Linked DNA regions of Gossypium hirsutum: region 2 is linked to region 1. Evidence: chromatin contacts called from public Hi-C data. All regions are on one chromosome and are shown on one strand. Each heading gives the region's core, a stretch centred on a gene start, on an enhancer-like site or on the middle of the called end of the contact. The rest is flanking DNA. Distances are from core to core; before and after follow the strand shown.

The links. A called contact is a pair of places that touch in the nucleus more often than the background predicts.
Region 2: a Hi-C map of leaf shows a contact between it and region 1, with 3 times the contacts expected there. The contact joins the promoter of LOC121203000 here to the promoter of LOC107948941 in region 1. A contact is called at or near these places in 9 of 34 Hi-C or Micro-C datasets (anther, callus, hypocotyl and 2 more).

What each region holds. Positions count from the first base shown.
Region 1 is chrA04:77,442,442-77,447,897 of Gossypium_hirsutum_v2.1, forward strand. LOC107948941 (omega-3 fatty acid desaturase, chloroplastic-like) reads right to left here and starts at 2,996. Exons shown (of 8, transcript NM_001327553.1): 1 at 2,491-2,996; 2 at 2,291-2,380; 3 at 2,130-2,196; 4 at 1,938-2,030; 5 at 1,671-1,856; 6 at 1,507-1,587; 7 at 1,276-1,413; 8 at 994-1,173. The coding sequence starts at 2,996. The coding sequence ends at 994. LOC107948942 reads right to left here. Exons shown (of 24, transcript XM_016883612.2): 24 at 5,396-5,456.
Region 2 is chrA04:77,591,627-77,597,082 of Gossypium_hirsutum_v2.1, forward strand. It overlaps LOC121203000, which reads left to right and starts at 2,892. Exons shown (of 6, transcript XM_041111412.1): 1 at 2,892-3,262; 2 at 3,424-3,519; 3 at 4,316-4,377; 4 at 4,508-4,566; 5 at 4,654-4,707; 6 at 5,097-5,332. The coding sequence starts at 3,440. The coding sequence ends at 4,665. LOC107948061 (protein trichome birefringence-like 3) reads left to right here. Exons shown (of 6, transcript XM_041111409.1): 6 at 1-143.

The DNA of each region.
Region 1 (5,456 bases), core at 1,746-4,245:
AAAAGTTTTTACTTTTTTTTTATAAGAAATTTCATTGTCCAAATTTCACAATTTAATCTTAACTTCCTTTAATAATAGAATACCACTACTAAATAAAATAAAAAAATTTAGAGGTTAATATAATTTTTAGTTACTGAACTTGTCAAGTAAATATATTTTAGTATTTACATCTTTTGTTTATTTTAGTATTGAACTCAATAACTCAATTCATTTTGATCCTTAAACTTGACAAATGTAAATGGATTGATAAAATTGATACTCATCATCTAAATATTTTTTTTTATAATTTTCAAGGGATAACATGGTAAAATCTTAAAGTATTGTGATCAAATTTAGATAAAATTCAAATTAAAAGATCAAAATAAAGTGTAATTATGAAATACCTTTTAAATAAATACTAAATTTTATTACATAAAAAAATGTATGTAATAAATTAAATATTATAATAATGATTGAAGTTGACACCATTTGATATAATGGTAGTTGAGGAAAATGACAACTAACTAGGATAATTTATTGGTACCGCAAATGATAAGGATTGTTGATAATGGATCCATTACCAAAGCTATAAAGCAACAAAACAGTAGTTTCACAAAACTGAATATAGGTAAACATGATGTGATTCTCCATCACAAAATTGACAAAACTATAATGTCGGCACTTCCATTCTTGTTCACACACTTATAACTCCTTCCTTCCATTTTTAGAAGAAAGCGATAAATTTTCATTTTCATTTTGTTGGTTTAAGCAATTGCTATTTCTCGTTCAAAGAATAAAACTATACATCTTTCCTTCACTAGTAGAATGCCAATACAGTAAATATATATGTACCTAACTTTTTCCTCGTAGAAAAAGGTAAAAAAAAAAAAATTGAAACTCCAATTGTCTTCTACCATGGCAATGAAAGCTCATTGCACAGGTCTCTTATGGTTAAGCTAGCAAGTCTGAAGCCAAGAGCTTGAATTCCACCCATTAGTGTGGGGCTGAGCTATTTTATGAAGCATTCTTTTTGAGTTCTGGGTCAGTTTGGTAGTAAACAACATCCCCAGTGTCACTAACATAATGATCGTTCTTCAAGCTTCTCATCAAACTTCCGATGAGGTGGAAAGGTAAAGGCCCTGATTGTTCCGGCTCTCGATAGTATTTTCGGAGAACTGGCTTCGCTGCCTCGGTCTATGACACAACATTATACCAACATAATAATTAGATAAAAAAATGAAATAAGAGAACATCAAAGTGGGAAAAAAAAAAAAAGAGATACGTAAAGGTACTAACCGCCTCTACTAAATGGTAGTGTGGGATTTGTGGAAACAAATGGTGTATGACATGGGTTCCAATATCATGGTGGATGTTGTTGATCCATCCATAGTCACGGTCAAGTGTTGTAAGACCTCCCCTTAAGTAACTCCATTCCTATCCATATTTGTTATTTTATTTGTAAGTTTCCATATGAATTTCAACATAGGCGCCTTAGCATATTAAATTAGACCAACAAAGTTCATATACCTTCCCACGGTACCAAGGAAGCTTCTCTTCATGACCATGGTGATGCAAGTATGTAACCCCATCCAGCCACATCACGAAAATCTAAACATCAAACCAAAGACGAGTCAAATCATATTTTCTACTTCCCGATATCGTTTCCTTGAAAGAAGAAACTTGAAACCTACCCAATATGGAATGCCATATAGTTTAAGCAACTGCATAGGACCCATTGTGAAACCCAAGCCAACAAGAAAAGCAGCCATGGCTGTCCAACATAGAGTGGAAGTAATAACATCTTTTCGTTCGGTCGGGACAAACAAATCACTGCTGGGGTCGAAGTGCGAACCGCTCTTTCCCGGACTTCTGTTCCACTGCAATTTAAAGTGAAATCAACCATTAATTTCTCAACATATAGGAATCATCAAAAATTTAATAACCACGAAAACACTTACAAGGTAGAAAGGGAATGCAAGCATGGGAAAAGGCAATATGAACCGCAATGTTCGTGTTAGAGTATCTAAACTCCTGTATATCTTCTCAGATAACTGCAATTGAATTGACAAAAGTGTTTACAATTTAGACCAAAGGCCGTGATTCATCATTCTCAATATAAGAGAAAAAAAAGAAGAGAGAAATTAACTCACCGGGTGCCATGATTCATCATTCTCAACATGACCATGGTTTTGATGGTGAGTCCTGTGGCTAATTCTCCTGTAAAGTTCAATCATAATGGAAATGAATTCAATTAAAACTTTTCATATGCAAATGGAGAAGAGATGAACCTTTCAAGAAATACTAGGCATACCATCCATGGTAAGGCACAAGAATGGAAGAATGCAAGAGATGCCCCACTACACCGTTTAACTTGGGATCGTTTGAAAAGCTACCGTGGCCGCTGCACAAAGAAATGAAACAAAATCCATGAAACATATTAAGACAGTCAGATCTAATAACAGAGGAGGTTGTAACTCGCAAATGCAAATCAAAAAAAAAAAAAAAGTTTACCAGTCATGACCAAGAACAAAAAGAGCCCAAAACATGGTTCCTTGAGCAGCCCAGTAAAGAGGCCAAACAATCCAGTTGTTAACATAGACCGCAGCAGCCGCCAGGCCTAACACCACAGCGACATCCCTCACCACGTAGCTCATAGATTTCCATGGATCCTTCACCCAACAATGCTTCGGTATGGCCGCTCTTATATCAGCCAACTTAAACGGCGGAGGCGCCCCAGGGTCGAACCCTGCCTCTTGTTCTTGTTCCTCAAATCCATTAATACCATGGTTCCTCTCTTTCCTTCCCTCATCTTCTTCAACGGATGCAACTCTAAATGGGGCACTCACGTTTAGACCCCAGTTCCTGGATTTGATTGGATTTAATATTTTTAGATCTGGGAAATTCTTGTTTTTGGTTAAAAATCTGGATTTTGAAGAACTCCTCGAGATAACGCCAGCGACGGGTCTATCGTAGATACAAGGAAGAGGCTTTAAACCAGATATAATGAAACCCGCCATTGAAGACTCAGGTAAAAAGAAAAACTCAACCACCGGTTTGCTTTCAGAAAAGAATAAAATATAGGGAAAAAAATATGTTAAGTACAAGTAACAATCTTTGGTTACACGACAACGTCAAAGATCCCGCCTTTTTAATGATGTTCCTCCTCACAGAATAACAGAAAATAAAAAAGGGCTGAGATAGAAGGGTGCTATAGTGAGAAAGAAAGAGAGATAGGCAAACACTGAGAGGATCGCGGCTGAACGAAGAAGAGGGGAGTGGGGATTTTATATTTAAGGTTGCCGGGCTGCGGAGAGGTTGTTCAGAGTCAGAAACATATTTTTTCAATATATATAATGGAGGTATGTATGGAATAAAGTTACCGAGTACTCTCAACTCGATTTCCAGTCCCTGTCATTGGAGCGTGTATTTCACTTTTTCTACGGGTTCAGCAGCCCCTATTACTGGCGCAACCGGTAGGGCGGGCGTTTTTTTCTCCTCCCAATCTCACTCCCCCCCCCCCCCACCCCCGCCCTTTTTTTTTTCTTTTAAATATTTTATTATTTAATTTTAAACTCAATTTCGAAATAATTTTTATACTATAAATATTTTTATTCATAATTCTTCTTATTTTAAAATAAAAAATACATTTAAATACAGAATCAATTAAACTAAAAATCAATCCACTTGAAAATTTTTTATCTTATTTTTAAACTTTTGATCTAAATTCTTTTAAAAAAATTAACAAAAGCAATGAAAATATTAAAGAATTGTTTTTAAGGTAAAAATATTATTACCTTTTTAAAAAAATTATTATAGATTCTAATTATATCTCCTCTTTTTTGACACAATATTTAAAATTATTTATAATTCTTACACAACTCATAAATAGAAAGATAATGCGCTCTATTTTTATAATAATATTTTGTTTTTGGTTATATCTCAATTATTTATAGTAACATTTTAATTTGATTTTTTTAAGATGTTATTTGATATTTTAATTTATAAATTTTTTATTTTGCATTTTAGTCCTTTTTTTTTAACATTTCAGGAGTCAATTTTAAAAAAAAAGCTTTAATATTGTAAATGATAATACAATGTTAATAGAAATAAATAGATTGAAAATTTTCTCCATTTTAAGTGGTAAGAAATTACTTATCTACTTAATTTATAAAAAAATATTTATTTACTTATCATTTTTTTATTTTTTATATAAAATTAAACCATTAATATTGATTTAATTTTTCAATGTATTATAAAAGAACTTAAAGTAATAGCCAATTAACTTAATCAAAAGCATAGATAATAATATAAATATACGGTAGAAATTATAGTTAAAACCTAAAAAAATAAAAATAGAATGAAAATCTTAATAAATATATTACAGAAATTTGAGAATTTTAATGAAAAACCCAACATATCCAACTGAGAACTCGATTTTTATTTTTTTATAATATAAAATCAGGACGGCTCAAAAATCCAAGAGTTGTAAGATTTGATATTTCCAAAGGTAGGCGGTTGTAGCAGTGGATTTCCTGCTCCCTTCATCAGTTATTCATGGACGGAGGGTTTTCAACACGAGCTTCTTAAGGTCGGTTCCCCAAAAACAAAATGATGAAAAACCCACAGAGTGGGAACTCCCTCACACGTGATGAAATTTATGATTCATTGAATGGTTGATTAATTTAATCTCCAACTCAAACTCACGTTAATCGCTCATGAAACACGCAAACAATCACTTCCTTTTTTTTCCTGTCTATTCTCCCATCTTTATTTCACTTTTGACCTTGTTTGTTTTACACGGGCTAATGAGTACTTTTAAAATGTCAAAGTATTAACTCTTTTTTTTTTTTGATAACGATGAATTTAATTTTTTAATGTTTGTATATTTTATTAATTTTTTATTTAAATTTAAATATTAATTTTTAAAAAAAAGTCAAATAAATATTCACTAAAATTTTAATTTTTTAAAAATATTGCCATCGCAACCCATGTGGCATTTTACATAACACTATTTGTATTATATGTTATGTCAATAAATAATTTTAAAAATTACAAAATATTAAAAAATAAATAATTAAAATAATAGCATATATTACACATGGTCTATCATTTGAACTACATCTTTAAAAATTTAACTATTTAATCAATATTTTATTAAAAGTAATAATAATATGACTATTTTTTTAATATAACTCTTCTTTAAAATATTAAGACTAAATTGACAAAAAAATATAAATATTAAGAACTAAATTTTCAATTATACCCATTTTTTTCCCTTGCTCCCCCAAACTAAAACTCTAACAAATTAGCCAACCGACCAAGTCGGCAAGGAATACGTGGACCATGCGAAACACGAAAAGGGAATTAATTATTAATTAAATAATTTCTAGTGTGAGACCAAACAAAAGAACCTAAATTCAACAAAGATAAAGGCAGGGTCTGGTCATTCCTTAGAATAGAAAATCAATACTTTTACC
Region 2 (5,456 bases), core at 1,642-4,141, 150 kb after region 1:
GGGAATTAATCTGCTTGTTATGCGTTAATTCAAAGTTCTTTTGATTTGTATATTGCAAGTTGTATTCTTAAGCAAATTTTGTGCATACAAGATGTTGTTTCCTATCAAATTACAAGAAACAACAGCTGAATCATTTCATTTTCTTTAATCATGATTTATTCGAATTTTGGGTTATTATCGCCGAATATCATCAAACCATAGTTTCTAAATTGGTCCCAAATTTCAAAGACTTCTAATATCCTTTTAAGTACTAATATTGTATCAATCAACTCCTTCAATGAACTTACTTATTAATTTAGGCTTTAAATGTGATTCAAATACGTTGCGTATAATATTTAAAACACATGGTTCAAATTGTAAATATATATGTACTTATTTCGTGGATAACATAAGTATGAAATATTAAAATGAAAAAAAAAAGAAGAAGAAGGGTAAATTACACCAACAGTCACTCAATTTTGGGTAGCTGACAAAACAGTCATTCTGGTTTCAATTCAATTACTCAACTTTAGAAAAATAACAAAACAATCACTAACGTTATCAAAAAGTGACAAATTAGTCACCCATTAACTTTTTTCGTCACTGGCTTAACGGGACCGCTAACGTGGCTAGTTAACTTGCCACGTTGGACGAGGCAAAGTTGAGTGATTTTTTTTCGTCCTTCATTTTCTATTTTTTAATAAATGGCCCAATTTTTTTACTTTTTACGTAAATGACCCAATATGTTTATGCTTTTTCTTCTCCACCCCAACAATCTCTATTTTCAAATATAGTGATCTGCTTCTTCTTCTTCACTAACACAAATATGCTCAACTTTAAAAAAAATGCAGTTTTCATTTTCCATTTTCCACGAAAGAGAGATGATGGTCAACATTAAACATCATCATCATCCATTAACTACTGTAGGTTTAGACCTTACATGGGTATAACCAACAAGATCCATTAACTGACAAATGAGTTTCCATTTCAATACAAACCATATGTACTCAACAAAACACTCACAATCAGATACTTACCAAACATCACCATGGTAGTAAACCAATAAAAAGTTTTAAGACAAAAGGTAATAAAGAAAACAAAAATCCCATAGAGAAAAAGAAATGGAAATAGCAACAATTGCATCGTTTTATCCCTAAACCATGGCAGATTCTAAGTCCAAAGCATCTAGTACAAAGAAGAAGAAATAAAGATGACCTGAGAAGAGATTAGATGGTGCATTTGGCTGGATATGGCGAAGAAAAGCTCTCGACCGTTCTCACCACTGGAACCTTTCTTTGTGAAGCTTGCCTCACCGTCGTCACCGCGATCCATGACTTTTTTTTCTTTTCTCGATTCCTGGCTCAGTCACAAATCTCAAATTTTTTCTCTTCTCCTCATCCTTTTTCCTTCTTCTTTTTCTTCTTCTTTTATCGCCCAGCCTAACTAGGGTTTTAATTTGGGGTCGTTTACATAGTAGAATGGCATGCCACTTTTCCGTTACGTTTATAATGAAAAATGGTTAAAAGGTCTGTTTTGTTATTTTTCAAAAGTTGAGTGACTGAATTGAAACCAAAGTGACTATTTTGTCAGCTACCCTAAAGTTGAATGACTATTGGTGTAATTTACCCCCCAAAACAAACAACCCTCTTCAATTTATAGGCATAGTATTTTTTTTTCAAAAATGTTGATCAAAGTTGTTCATGTATATGTTGTTTTATATGTACTCTATGTCAAATTTGAAATGACATTTATTGCCTAAATTTATGGGCAAGACCTATCATATTTTTATGACTTAATTAATACAAAATTGATCACTTGCCTATCAACATGAATACTATAACATGCTTCAAACCATATCAACCCCACTTATTGACACCCTATCATTAGATGCTTCACAGTTTCCTTCACCATATGACACAAATCACAAATAGGGAATCTTTACACCTTCTCTTCACATATTAATATTAGTTGGGATGGTGTTACTACATAATATACGCATTCTTAGGATGAACTTACTATTGAATCGTACCAATTGATATGATTCACAGCTAACCTTTTTTACATAGGGTCCTTCCCAATTCGTCATTATCTTGTCTTTTAGTATTTTTTTGCTAATGGCCTTTACGTGCCTCAAATTCATGTATGAGCTGGGCATTTTATTGCAATGTTCCTTGATGTCGTTGGAACTATTCTTGAAGGAGCTTGAGTTGCTTCGGTAGTTTTGTATATTGTTGGCTCGCATTCATATTGTTTTGGATGGAGGAATGGTCAGTTAGTGGCAATAGGGGTAGGGGGTTATTTGCAAGTTGCAACTTGAGGTTCATATTGATTTAGGTAGCTATGGTAGTACTAAGGCTGAGGTTGCGTGTAAATTTGCTAGTGATACTATTGGTAGGCTAGATGGGTGGTGTTGTACGAATATCCCTCGTGATGACTAGGTTGACCATAGTGGTTATAGGCAAAATATTGCTGGTATCCTGACCTCATAGGGCATTGGTAGTAAGGCTTTATTTTTATAGGTTTGAAGATTTAATGTGGGTCTTTCAAAAATGATCACTTTAGCTTACAAGTCTAATTTTAAGATTATGGATATCTTTTTTTTTTTTAACATTAATTTCATTAAGGTTCTTATCATAACTGCTCTTTTTGATACTATGCCTAGAACTACTCATAACCCCTCCCCAACCCTTAAATAGGAAGATAATGCACTTCAACGTACTCAAACTCATGACCTTCTGCATTGACAATAATGCCAATGCCAATCGAACTAAGACTCAATTGACAAAATTATGGGTATCTCATTTAGATTTGATTGACTTTTAAAGTTATAAGATATGACACGAGACATTATTAATTTTTAAAAGATGAATGAGGTAAATTTATGTACAAGTGACCTTGCTTGAATTGGAGGAGTTGCGTCTCGATCCTTTGTCCGGGAATATGTATCAAACTTGTAATTTCCCTTGTAAAAGAATATATAAAATTTCTTGATTGTTGAAAATAGAATTCTATAAATCCAACAAGACAAAGAAAAAGAATTGGAAAGGCCCAAGGAGCTAAACTTTTCGTTTAGACAACAAAAAAGTTTTCTGGCCTGTTAATCGCCATGGTCCATCAAAGCCCCTGAGCCCTGACCCAGCTTCAACCCCACAACTCAGAAGGACACTCGTGCGGTCCTGCCTGCGCCTGATATAAACGAAACTCAAGCCTCCTTAACAGAGATCAGGTAGCTTCGAGAAACAAAGGAGCCTGCTACATCGTCTTCATCGTTTTCATTTGCCAGGTAAAACTCCTCTTTATCATCATAAGTCCTAGCGTTAATTCTTTTTTAACCTTTTATATAATTACATAATGATTGTTTTGTTGTCTAACAAAAATATTAGGGTTTTTTTGACTTCGGGCTTTTTGATCTGATATTTGTTTTTATTTTAATTTTTTTATCAGATTTTGGGAACTGATCATGGCTGGAGGAGGAAATTTCATGCACAGAGTTATATCTTATGTCGTCAATGAGCTTGTCGTTGATAGACTTGCAAATAGGTACCTTTTTTTCTCTGGTTTATTTTTCATTATTTTCCATTGATTTTTTTTCCTTATTGATTTATTTTTCTAGAATAAGAAAAAAAATCAAAATATTTTCTCGAGATCAGAAAGGTTGAATATTTGTTCGTGTAATTCTAAAGACTTGAAAATAGCTTGTTGTTTGTTAACTATTTATGGAAGCTTCTTTCTCTGGCTGCTGGGACTGCTCTGTTTCCCATCAGTTCGTTCACTTGAAGCAAAAGTGCCTCAATTCTCAAATCACACACACACACACACACATCGATAGTGCAACATGCCTTGCATTATGGATTAAGGAGGTTTGAGAAGATTTTTACCTCAAAATCAGCCCCCTTTCCCTTTTTGGTACAAATTTATTTGAAATGATATTGACTTTTTGTTTAATATATCTTTTCAAATGCTTGAGACCAAATTTTGTTTTTAAAGTTTGTGAATCATCTAGGAAAAGGATTCCGAAATTTGGTTTGCTTCGATAGAGTTGTTAATGTTAGGCATATGCTATCTCCAGTGTAAAATATCTGGAACTGGATTTTTTTGTTGGGGGGGGGATTGAGAAAATTTTCATATGAACAAAATAAATAATTGAACATTGAAGTTTGATCTTTAATAGCCGGTGGAAAGTTTTCTCATAGTTTTAGGCAATCTGAGTTCTTTTTCCTTTTAGTTTCATTGATTGTTTGTTTGCTTACATTAATCATTGCTCTATGATTCCTTCGAGGACCAACCTTTGTTTCTTTTTTATCTTCTTTGGTTTTTTATGTTTTTTATTTTTCAGCCCTGCATTCCAAAGATTTGCTGTGAGGACATCAAAGAGGATAGAAGATATCTCCAGTATGGGTATGTGCATGTCTCGTCCTGTTACTATGATCTTTTTCTAAATTCTGTGTGTGAATTTAACCTGCTATTATCCTACAAAAAGCCAACGAAAGACCTTGCTGATGTTAATTGCCGGCTTTGGTGCATGCAGCTGAGAAGAAGAGGCAAGAACTCGCTGAACAAATGAAAGAAATCTCGAAAAACATGGAGGTTGGCTGTAATTATTTAACTTGATATTAAAACTTTACCTTTGGTGGATATTTTATTGTTTCTAACCACATATTGTTTTCCTTGCAGTCTAAAAACTAATGATCGTATTCGTACAACTGCTCTGACCCTCTCGTAGTTTTGGTAATCTCTAGCTTATGTACTGCTATATGAATCCATTTTCTGAAATAGAGGGGCGTAATTTGGCACCTCTAATCCACTGGTTATGGTACTGCTGCATGTATTTCAAAGGTGGTTTATTCTCTTCCAATTGGATAATGTAGGAGAAGTTTTCTTTTTGAATATGCAATGATACATATATATATCCCATTTATAATGAGTGATATTGACAAGCTGGTGGTAGTATTATGTTACATGGAACTCGTTGTGATTTTGGATAGTGGCATTTGCTCGTTTCATTCGGTCTTGATGTTTATATACTTTTCCAGATGTTAAATTGATGAAATAAGAGGTTAAAATGTGTGGCTTGTGATTTAAGGTAAGTTCAAAGTCAAATGAACTCTCTCTTGCAGTGCTGGTTGAAGATGTTTGTTCATCATAGGCAAAAGATGTGAGCATCAATGATCATCTCTCCCTATAAACATTTTTGGTAACCACCATTGACTTCCAAGAGATTTTCAGACAAAATAATTCAATTTTATTGTGTTTCGGGTTTCGACTTGATTCAATTGTATGGGATGATGCAAATTGGGTTCGGAGGCGTGGTTGTAGCTGGGTCTTTAATTAAAATTTTCGTGTTTGGATTGAATTAATGTTTGCAGAATTCGGTTGGATTGATTGGTTGAGTTGGTTTTTTTGGTTTTATTAAAAAAGATAAAAATAAAAATATTAAAAAAAATTGATTTCATGTCAGTAGATTTCACGTTCTATTG